3 separate regions of the Mus musculus genome follow, and all the other regions are linked to region 2. Evidence: chromatin contacts called from public HiChIP or PLAC-seq and promoter capture Hi-C data. All regions are on one chromosome and are shown on one strand. The core of a region is the stretch at or near the end of the contact, and the rest is flanking DNA. Distances in the headings are between cores, read along the strand shown.

Region 1 (2,821 bases), core at 47-2,546, 1.1 Mb after region 2:
ACGGAGAGAGCCATTCCTTTGGGCTGGCCGGGTTCCACTTACAGAGAGCAGACTTCTTACTGGCCTTCTCAAGAAACCAGCCAGCTGTTCCCTGCCTCCTTGGTGGCTGAGTACCTGCAGGCGCCACCACTCCGGTGGCTTTCACAGACAGCTCCTGGCTGGTGAATGCAGTGAGGCCACTTTCCTAAGGTGTCTGTGGCAGGGCCTCACACCTTCATGGTCTTCTGTTCTAGGACATTTCAGCAGAAAAACCATTTATGTGAAAACCCAGAACTGAGAAAAGGGTAGACTTACTGAGGAGGGAGGACGCTGATTCCCTGGGGTGGGAGTGTGGGATGGGAAGGTAGCCTGGCTCTCCTTTAATGGTTGTGAGGCCTTCCCCAAACACAGTGATGTGCTTCTGAAAGTCTGTCTACTCTCTTTAGTCTTCCAGTTTCACGACTTCTCAGCTACGTTTCTTCCCTTTCTAGGCTGATACTTTCTCATCAATTAGGAAACACCGCCATCCCGTGGCTACGGGTTGATATAAGCTCCAACCTGCAAATCGCTGAAATTTCAATGGCATTGTTTAATGATTAAACCAAATGAATCAAATGGCGGAAGTAAAGCAATAGTGACTGCTAAAGAAGGTTGCTCGTTAAAATCTTCAAGAAAAACACCTGGGTTTATTTCTCTGAATTCTTCCTTAAAAAAAAAAAAATCTTGCCCAAGCCTTTCAGCTATTCCCAGCCACCCTCACACTGTGGCTCTGCATGAATTCTGTCCTTTCCACTACAGTTCACATCAATCTGTCTCTCCAAGCTCTTTCCCTCAACTGTCCCCAATCTCTGTGTCACTCCTAGGTCTGTTCTCCCTGTATCCTCCCACGATAGTATAAACCTAAGTTCAATTTTTTTTTTTTTTTTAGCTGAACGCTTTGGGGTGGGTTAGGGGTCAGCTATTACATTTGTAAAATGGGGATAGTGCCATCTTCATAGGGATATTGTAAGGATGAAATGGCCAAGTATGTAAAGACTGCCTGGAACATCACAGGTCTTGGTACCGAGAACTCGCCTTCCTTTCTAGTGAGGGCATGCTGGTGTTGTCCATTGGAGGCCAGTGATTTGAGTGATTTGATGTTGGAGCTTTACAGGATCCTCAACAACAAATCCGAGAATCCAAGAACTCATTTAGGTTTTGGAGACCACTGCTATTTTCATGCGTGGGCAGTTGGCCGGGCGAAGAGTGCAACCGGGCTCTTCTTGCGTGCGCAGCAGGTGCGTGGGTGTGAGCCCCGCGGCGTGAGAGGCGCGGGGAGAGGCGGGGCGCGGCCACCAGGTACGCTCACTCCTCGCGGTTCCCCAACCAGGGCTGGGGCTCGTGTGTGGATAATTCAATCCTCGTGGGACTCGGCGTCAGGCCTTAGCCAGGCCTGGGTGGATTGGCTGTCTCTCTTTCCCCCGCCCTCGGTATTCACCCCCACCCCCACCCCGTGTCCCAGGTGGCTTGGGCCCCTGTGGTGATCTCTGTTTACTGGAGAGAGCGGTCCAAGTTGGGCTCCATCTCTGTGCTGGCTAGCTGCTCCGCAGAACCCTTTCTGCGGAAAGCGCGGAGAAAATCCGGCCGAACCCACCTTCGCCCTTTCCCTACCCCCAACGCCGGGAGAGGTCGGGTAAGAGAAAGAGGGTTTGGGAAGGATGAGCCCCTGGCCTGGGGGATCCTGCTGCCCCTCCATCCCAGGACCTCACGCGCACCTAGGACTTCTATCCCTAGGCCTGGTTCCCGCGCCCATGCTCCGGGCGACGTGCCCTCCCTGGGCGAGCAGCCCGAGGCTGGATCTCAGGGACGTCAGCTCCCTAGCGGAGGCCCAGGCGTGGAGACTTCATTCACAGGTGTTTCCCCACCCCAGCAGACGGCGATGACCCCCAAGCCGGCCGGACCCCCGGACGGGGGCTGGGGCTGGGTGGTGGCGGCCGCAGCATTCGCCGTGAACGGGCTCTCCTACGGGCTCTTACGCTCCCTGGGCCTTGCCCTCCCCGACCTCGCGGAGCACTTTGAACGAAGCGCCCAGGACACTGCGTGGGTCAGCGCCCTGGCCTTGGCCGTGCAGCAGGCAGCCAGTGAGGGGGGCCCCCCGAGGTGGGAGGCGGGCACCGGGTGGAGAGGCCGTGGATGTAGTGATGGGAGACAGCAGACTTGATTACCAGACAACCTGAGAGTTACTGGTGGAACCAAATTCTAGAAGAGTGGGTCTTGAGGTCAATGGGAGGAGTTACCAGGCCAGGCAAAACAGCCAATGAGAAATGTTTCGGATAGTTTGGGGGTCCCGGGGCATGTCTTCGTTGACTCCGCCCCCTTCTAGGCCCAGTGGGCAGCGCCCTGAGCACTCGCTGGGGGGCACGCCCCGTGGTGATGGTTGGGGGAGTCCTAACCTCGCTTGGCTTGGTCTTCTCGGCTTTCGCCCGAAGCCTCCTGCACCTCTACCTCGGCCTGGGCCTCCTCGCTGGTAAGAAGAGTGGGGTGGCTGTATGTTTAAGGGGTGATAATGGGGACAGGAACTTCTTATAGGATAGGGGACTGTACAAGGCGGTGTGTGTGTGTGTGTCCGCGTGAGCGTGCAGAGGAGAAGAGGGGCTAAAGAATGTTTGCAAAGCCATGCCTGTACCCTCATCCTGTCCTATCCATTTGCAGGCTCTGGCTGGGCCCTGGTGTTTGCCCCAGCCCTGGGTACCCTCTCTCGGTACTTCTCCCGCCGTCGGGTCTTGGCGGTAGGGTTGGCGCTCACCGGTAATGGGGCATCCTCGCTGCTCCTGGCACCTGCCTTGCAGTTCCTCCTTGATAC
Region 2 (3,028 bases), core at 286-2,785:
AATCCTACTTCTAGGTGTGGGAAAAGGTTGTAGAGAATCATTGAGGTGGGTGGAGCGTCAGGCCATTTTTTTCTCTCCGTTGGATCCGGCCACCGGGCCATAAAGTCATTCCATATGGCCAGGGGCGGCCCCACACCCGGGTGCAAACTGCCTCAGGCCCCGAGCCTCACGTGCAGGTGAGAAAAACTCAACCCCAATCCTGGTTCCCAAGGAGGGGGGCGGTGGGGCCTGCTGGGACCACACATCTGTGCTTCCATTTGGCTGAAGTAGGGGAAGGTGGGATGTACTGAGGGCCCTAACCCCAAATGGGTGCCTCCTTTCTCAAGTACCGGGCCCCTCCTGCTCTGCCTTTGGCAAGGCAGCCTCTTGCCAGAAAACCCTCTCAGGATGTGGAGGGCCTCTGGGAAGGGGTTCCACTTTGTCTCTGACTCCACAGCTATCTTCTGGCTCGGTTTGTAGCCCTGTCTTTATTATGTCCTTTCCCCAGGCCTTCTTGTCGTGTTAAATTTCGATTTTACCTTCTCAGGCACTTCGCCCTGAAGTCTCCAGGTGTTGACATATCCATCCTTCTGAGAGGTCATGCTCTTTGTTTGAGGTGGGTGAAGATCCCATTTTGCAACCAAACCTTTCTTGTCCCTTTAGCAAATCTCACGTCTCCCTGCTCCCCTACAGTCCCTAGAGGCCTCCAGAGCGCCCACCAACTGGTGCACTCTATGTTTTCCTGCCAGCTGTACTCCTGAATTTAGTTTTAAACCAAGTTCTTGTAAACGGAAAGGTATCGCTTCTCGGCCTCTTGGCTAACTAAGATCAAGGGTAGTGAATGGAAAGATTTCTTCACTCACGTATACTTCAAGGATTTTTTTCCCCCTAGAAGTTTCCTTTGTCCTCCCTTAGTCCAGCCATCCTTAGGAAAATCTGTTCCCGGGGACTCAAGTCACAGTATCTATAGAGTCAGTTTGGCGGCAGATTCTCCTTATTACTACGTCTGCAGGGATAAGTACTGGAGTTATTGTGGGAATTGAGTAGAAGAGACAGATACAACGGCGCCGTCTTTTCCCACAGCCAGCCAGTAGAATCCGGTAGATCTGCTCTGCACCTTTAGGGGTTGGGAGAAGATTATAATATTCAGCCTGGAGGCAGAAGCATGCCAACATTTATTTCAGGGTTGGTGGGGCTATAGTGAACCTCCAAGAAATCTACTAGTCTAGGAGACCCCCAAATTTCATGCCTAAGTGATTTCTTCCCAGTTCACTTAGACTCTCTTCCCCTAATAATCTCCTCCCTCCAGTTGGGTCCCGCCTTATTATACAGCTTTATGGTCCTTAAACCAGCCTGTGGCCCCTTCCTCCCCTCACTTCCCACATTTGGGGCTAGTTCCTCCCCTTCCCCTCCCCCTTCACTCCCTGCCTTTCCGGGAGCCTCGTGCCGGGGTCCTTGAGCTGGGCATCTAGGGGCTGAAGGGGGCGGGGCCGGGCCCTAGCCCTCCTACCCTGCAGCGGCGGGATATAAGGATCTAGGCAGCACGCGCTGAGTCCACCGAAGGGTCCGGAGGAGCAATGGTCACCCGGGAGCGAGCTGAGAATAGGGACGGCCCCAAGGTGAGAGGTGGGAAGGGAGGGAAATAGGGTCCCTGTTCAGGCCAGAGGACTTAAAGGTTCTAACTCTGTGGGCTAGGAATGAGGATGGAGACACAAGAGTGAAAAGACCGAAAGAACCTGTAAAGTATAAAGAGGGCAGGGTCAGAGCCCAACTTGCGCGGGCTGCGGAAGCGGAGGTCTAGGGGTTTGCATTATTGTGGGCTAAGGCTTGTGGCTAGGAAAGTGCCAGAATTTGGGCATCGTGGCCTATTCTAGGGCTCGGGAAGCTGGGGCAGGTGGATTATCGCAAGTTCGAGGCCACAGAGTGCACCCCTACCGAAAAAACAAACAAACAAACAAACAAAAACCAAACCAAAATAAAACAAACAAACAAAACCCCACGAAGCTATACTATAACATGAGATAAGCTAGAGGCCATAGCTGGTGGAGGAGGGTGGAAACAAAAATAGAGGAAAGGCTATGGACGCTGTCTGTAAGCGCCTGGGAACCCACATCTGACTCAAAGAGAAGACCTTTGAGTCGTTGGTTCCGGAGGTGCGAGGCCAGGTGAGAGATATTAGGAGAACGAGTGAAGGGTTTGAGTGAGAAGAGGAGGTGTGGTCGCACTGTGTGTCTGCCTTTCACCTTAGGTCTCTATCGCGCGGCTCACTAGCCTGGGGGCAAAGAGTGGCCCTAAAGTTCTTCAGTGATACACTGAGAGGGAGACGACACAAGATAGAGATATAAAGAGAAAAGAAGAGTGCCATAGAGGGGAGAAGAGAGGAGAAAGCTGAACACAGAAAGGGCAGGGAGAAGTGGGCGAGCCACGGAAAGCGACCCAAGGGACTGGGAAGTAGCAGGGAGTGAGAGGGAAACGAATGGACCAGACCCAAGCAGCCTGGGATTAGGGGAAAGGGGCGCATGGGGGGTTTTCCCAGCGGCAGGATCGGACGCTTGCGCGGCGGCGCTGAGTCTCGGTCCGGTCGGCCCGCTCTTCCTTTCCCGCTGGTCACAGATGCTGAAGCCGTTGGTGGAGAAGCGGCGCCGGGACCGCATCAACCGCAGCCTAGAAGAGCTGAGGCTGCTGCTCCTGGAGAGGACCAGGGACCAGGTCAGTTCCACCGCTGGCCCCAGGCCCCTAAGCATTCTGTACCTGTGTCCCAGAGCTTTCTACTGGGGTGGGGACATAAGCTGGAGTGGTGACTCTGGACCCAAGCCTGCTCCTTGAAATCCCATCCCAGACCCCCTCTCGCTCTCAGAACTTGCTCTTCTCCACCTTGCTGGTCTGTAAGTTTCCAGTCTGGCTCGGTAAACTGAGCTTCCAGCCTGCGTCAGTTTCCCACTTGGGGTTTTCTAAAATTCCTTATCTACCTCCCACGCCTGATCAATGGGCTTCAGTTCTGCGGTGGTTTTCACCATCCGGGTTGCTGTTTCGTACACCTCTCATATTG
Region 3 (2,715 bases), core at 48-2,547, 1.4 Mb after region 2:
AGTTGGGCTCTTAAAGGGGACATATTATCTGCAGATGTCCTCAGAGAGTCAAGGCCCGAAAATTCATGTGTTCAAGTTCTTTGTTCTAAACTATGTGACCTACAACCCCTGAATCCGGCCTTGAGCCATGCTGGGTCAAGAAAGCAGAGGCAAGGAGGCAGGCAGCTTATTGTCTCTTAATCAAGGGGACAGCAACGCCAAGGCCAAGAAGCTTTAATGGTAAAAGACAGTACTGGCAGAGCGACCGCATCAGCTGGCACAGCAGAATATTCTGATGTCATTAAGTGCAGTGTCATCTCGGAGGCCTCTTGGCTTCTGGATTTTGGTCTGCAAGCCACAGACACCTTTGGGACATGAGTTGCTCCACTCTCCGTAGTCTCCCCAGTTCAGCCCAGGCCCCTCCAGCTCCACGCCGTCTGAGCAACGGAAGCGCACGTTGTTCACTCCAGTGTTGTCCCCTGGGAATGTAAATGGCTCCACCCGGAGGCAGAAAGCCACTAAGAAGCTAGTGCCAGGACACCACAGAGGCTCACTCCATGAACCCCAGCTGCAAGAGAAGGAGAGTTGTAATGGTTCTTCAAGCACGTCCTACCCACCCTGGGGACTTCCAAACCCAGCACTGCCAATAAAGGATGGGCTAGATCTAATCTCCTGTGTTTCCCTGAGTACACGGGTGGACTTCCACCCCACACCTCTATAACCTTAGTGGAGTTTATCTCAGGGAAGGGCACTAACAGAAGGGAAGGGGTATGTATACCTTTGTCCTAGGAGAGTGTCCTTCCCATTCAGGAGTGAACCCAGAGCTTTACAAACACTAGATAAATGCTTTCTACCCCGTTGGGTCTTTGGTCCCTAATCTCACCTTCCGGACTGGGACTCCACGACGTGGGTGTTTTTCTGTGAGTTCCCTCGAGTGCAGTGTAGCCGGATCCCATTCAGAGCTGTGTCATCTCCAGGAATGCCTTGAGGGGGCTCCACCTAGGTCAGGAGGGAAGCAGAAGTGAGGTCCACTGAGAGGATTCTCCTTCTCACGTTCAGCTCTGCAATCTGGCACATCTTTGCCCTTTCTAAGACCCAGGTCTGAACCTTCACCTTGACAGAGAACCCACTGGCAAAGTATCCATCAGGACACATCTCAGGCCAGGCCCAATCACCCCAGGTACCACCGTTGGTCACGTCAACGATCGATGCATAGCGTGGTTCTACGTGAACTTGAATCTGTGCATGTCCATAGCACATCACCCCCAGCAGCAGTAACAGCCTGGCTCCAGCCTGCAACTCCATCCTGCATGACCTATGAATCTGGTCACTTAGATGGATTTATATCAGTCCTGGCCCTATCAAGATTCAGGTTGCAGCTCTCTACCAGCCCTGTCCTTTCATGGCTCAGATTGCGGAAGAATGACCAGGATTAAGTGACATTCAAAACTAATCTGCTCCAGTCCAGGAACCCTGAAGATTTGCGGCCCCCAGGAGTTAGGGAAGGGAGGGCAGTAGAAGCCACTGAGTTTAAATTAGGGCCTACTGAATACTTAACACTAGCTCCAGGTATATTTCATGTAATCACCGCAATGATTGTAGAAGATAGAAATTATATTTCCTAGTTAGTAGATGAGAGAGCTGTAAGTAACTTGCCACCCCCACCCCTACCCCAGTAAACTGAGGGAAATCCCAGCACTGGCAATGGAAGCCAAGGCTGGAGACTGCAGTGATTCTAGGAAAATTTGCCAGGGATAGGATTAGGCAGGAGACAGTGTGAGGATGAGAGACAACCCTACAGGATGTAGAAAAGAATACTGTTAACATAGATCACGGCTGGGAAGGATAAGGGCTGGGAAAAGGTCTTCTTAAGGCTGTGGCTCTGATTCTTTGAGAATCTTGGACACCAGATACACCCAGAGAGACAGGATCTTCCTCTGGAACCCAGGTTGTCCTGAAATACTGTATGTGGCAGTCGTTTTGTTTTGTTTTGTTTTGTTTTATCAAGATAGAGTTTCTCTGTATTGTTGGGAGCGACCCTGTTTGAATGTTAACTGCCTTGTCAGCCATAAGTGCTTGCCGGCACAAAGTCTTGGCCTCTGTGGGAAAGTACTAGCCCAGCTGAGTACAAATAGACATAGATCCTGAAGTCAGTGGAAAACAAAGAGCTATAAATCTTGTGGATAGGTGCCTATTAACCCATTCTGTTCTGATCTTCTTGCTGAACTGTTTACCCAGTCAACATCCTGTTCCTGGGAATAGGTGCACTACTCAGAGACAAAGCGACCCCACTTCACCCCCTTCCTGCTCCTATGAGTATATAACCTGTGTGGGAAAAATAAAAATTTGTCAGCTTGTCTTGTTCTTTGTATCTCTTTGTCCCCCCATTCTCTTCCAGGTGCCTCTCAAGTGCCTGTTCGACTGTCCCTCGGGTCGGGACACTGTATAGCCCTGGCTGTCCTGGAACTTACTCTGTAGATCAGGCTGGCCTCGAACTCAGAAATCTGCCTGCCTCTGCCTCCTTAAGTGCTGGGATTAAAGGCATGAGACACCACTGCCTGGCGTTAGCAGTCTTACTTAGGGTTTCTATTGCCACAGTGAAACACCATGACCAAAAGCAAGCTGGGGAAGAAAGGGTTTATTTGGCTTACATTCCCACTGTAGGAACTCTAGCATGGCAGGAACCTGGAGGCAAAAGCTGATGAAAGGCCATGGAGGGGTGCTGCTTACTGGCTT

The links. Promoter capture Hi-C pulls out the DNA fragments that hold promoters and counts their contacts. HiChIP or PLAC-seq counts read pairs in DNA pulled down with a chosen protein or histone mark.
Region 1: a contact with region 2 is called in an HNF4G HiChIP or PLAC-seq map of pancreatic cancer cells. The contact joins the promoter of Slc16a11 here to the promoter of Hes7 in region 2. A contact is called at or near these places in 5 of 39 promoter capture datasets (fetal liver, hematopoietic stem and progenitor cells, liver and 1 more), 3 of 115 datasets of contacts at active chromatin or transcription factors (cardiomyocytes, large pre-B cells and pancreatic cancer cells) and 2 of 9 other capture datasets (adipose tissue and liver).
Region 3: a contact with region 2 is called in a promoter capture Hi-C map of liver, with 5 times the contacts expected there. The contact joins the promoter of Vmo1 here to the promoter of Hes7 in region 2. A contact is called at or near these places in 2 of 39 promoter capture datasets (both in liver) and 1 of 9 other capture datasets (liver).

The regions. Positions count from the first base shown.
Region 1 is chr11:70,212,614-70,215,434 of GRCm38.p6, forward strand. Slc16a11 (solute carrier family 16 (monocarboxylic acid transporters), member 11) reads left to right here and starts at 1,297. Exons shown (of 5, transcript NM_153081.3): 1 at 1,297-1,651; 2 at 1,889-2,099; 3 at 2,342-2,485; 4 at 2,671-2,821. The coding sequence starts at 1,898.
Region 2 is chr11:69,118,918-69,121,945 of GRCm38.p6, forward strand. It overlaps Hes7 (hes family bHLH transcription factor 7), which reads left to right and starts at 1,536. Exons shown (of 4, transcript NM_033041.4): 1 at 1,536-1,598; 2 at 2,593-2,688. The coding sequence starts at 1,557. It also overlaps 9130213A22Rik.
Region 3 is chr11:70,513,319-70,516,033 of GRCm38.p6, forward strand. It overlaps Vmo1 (vitelline membrane outer layer 1 homolog (chicken)), which reads right to left and starts at 1,298. Exons shown (of 3, transcript NM_001013607.1): 1 at 1,093-1,298; 2 at 863-978; 3 at 198-547. The coding sequence starts at 1,284. The coding sequence ends at 250.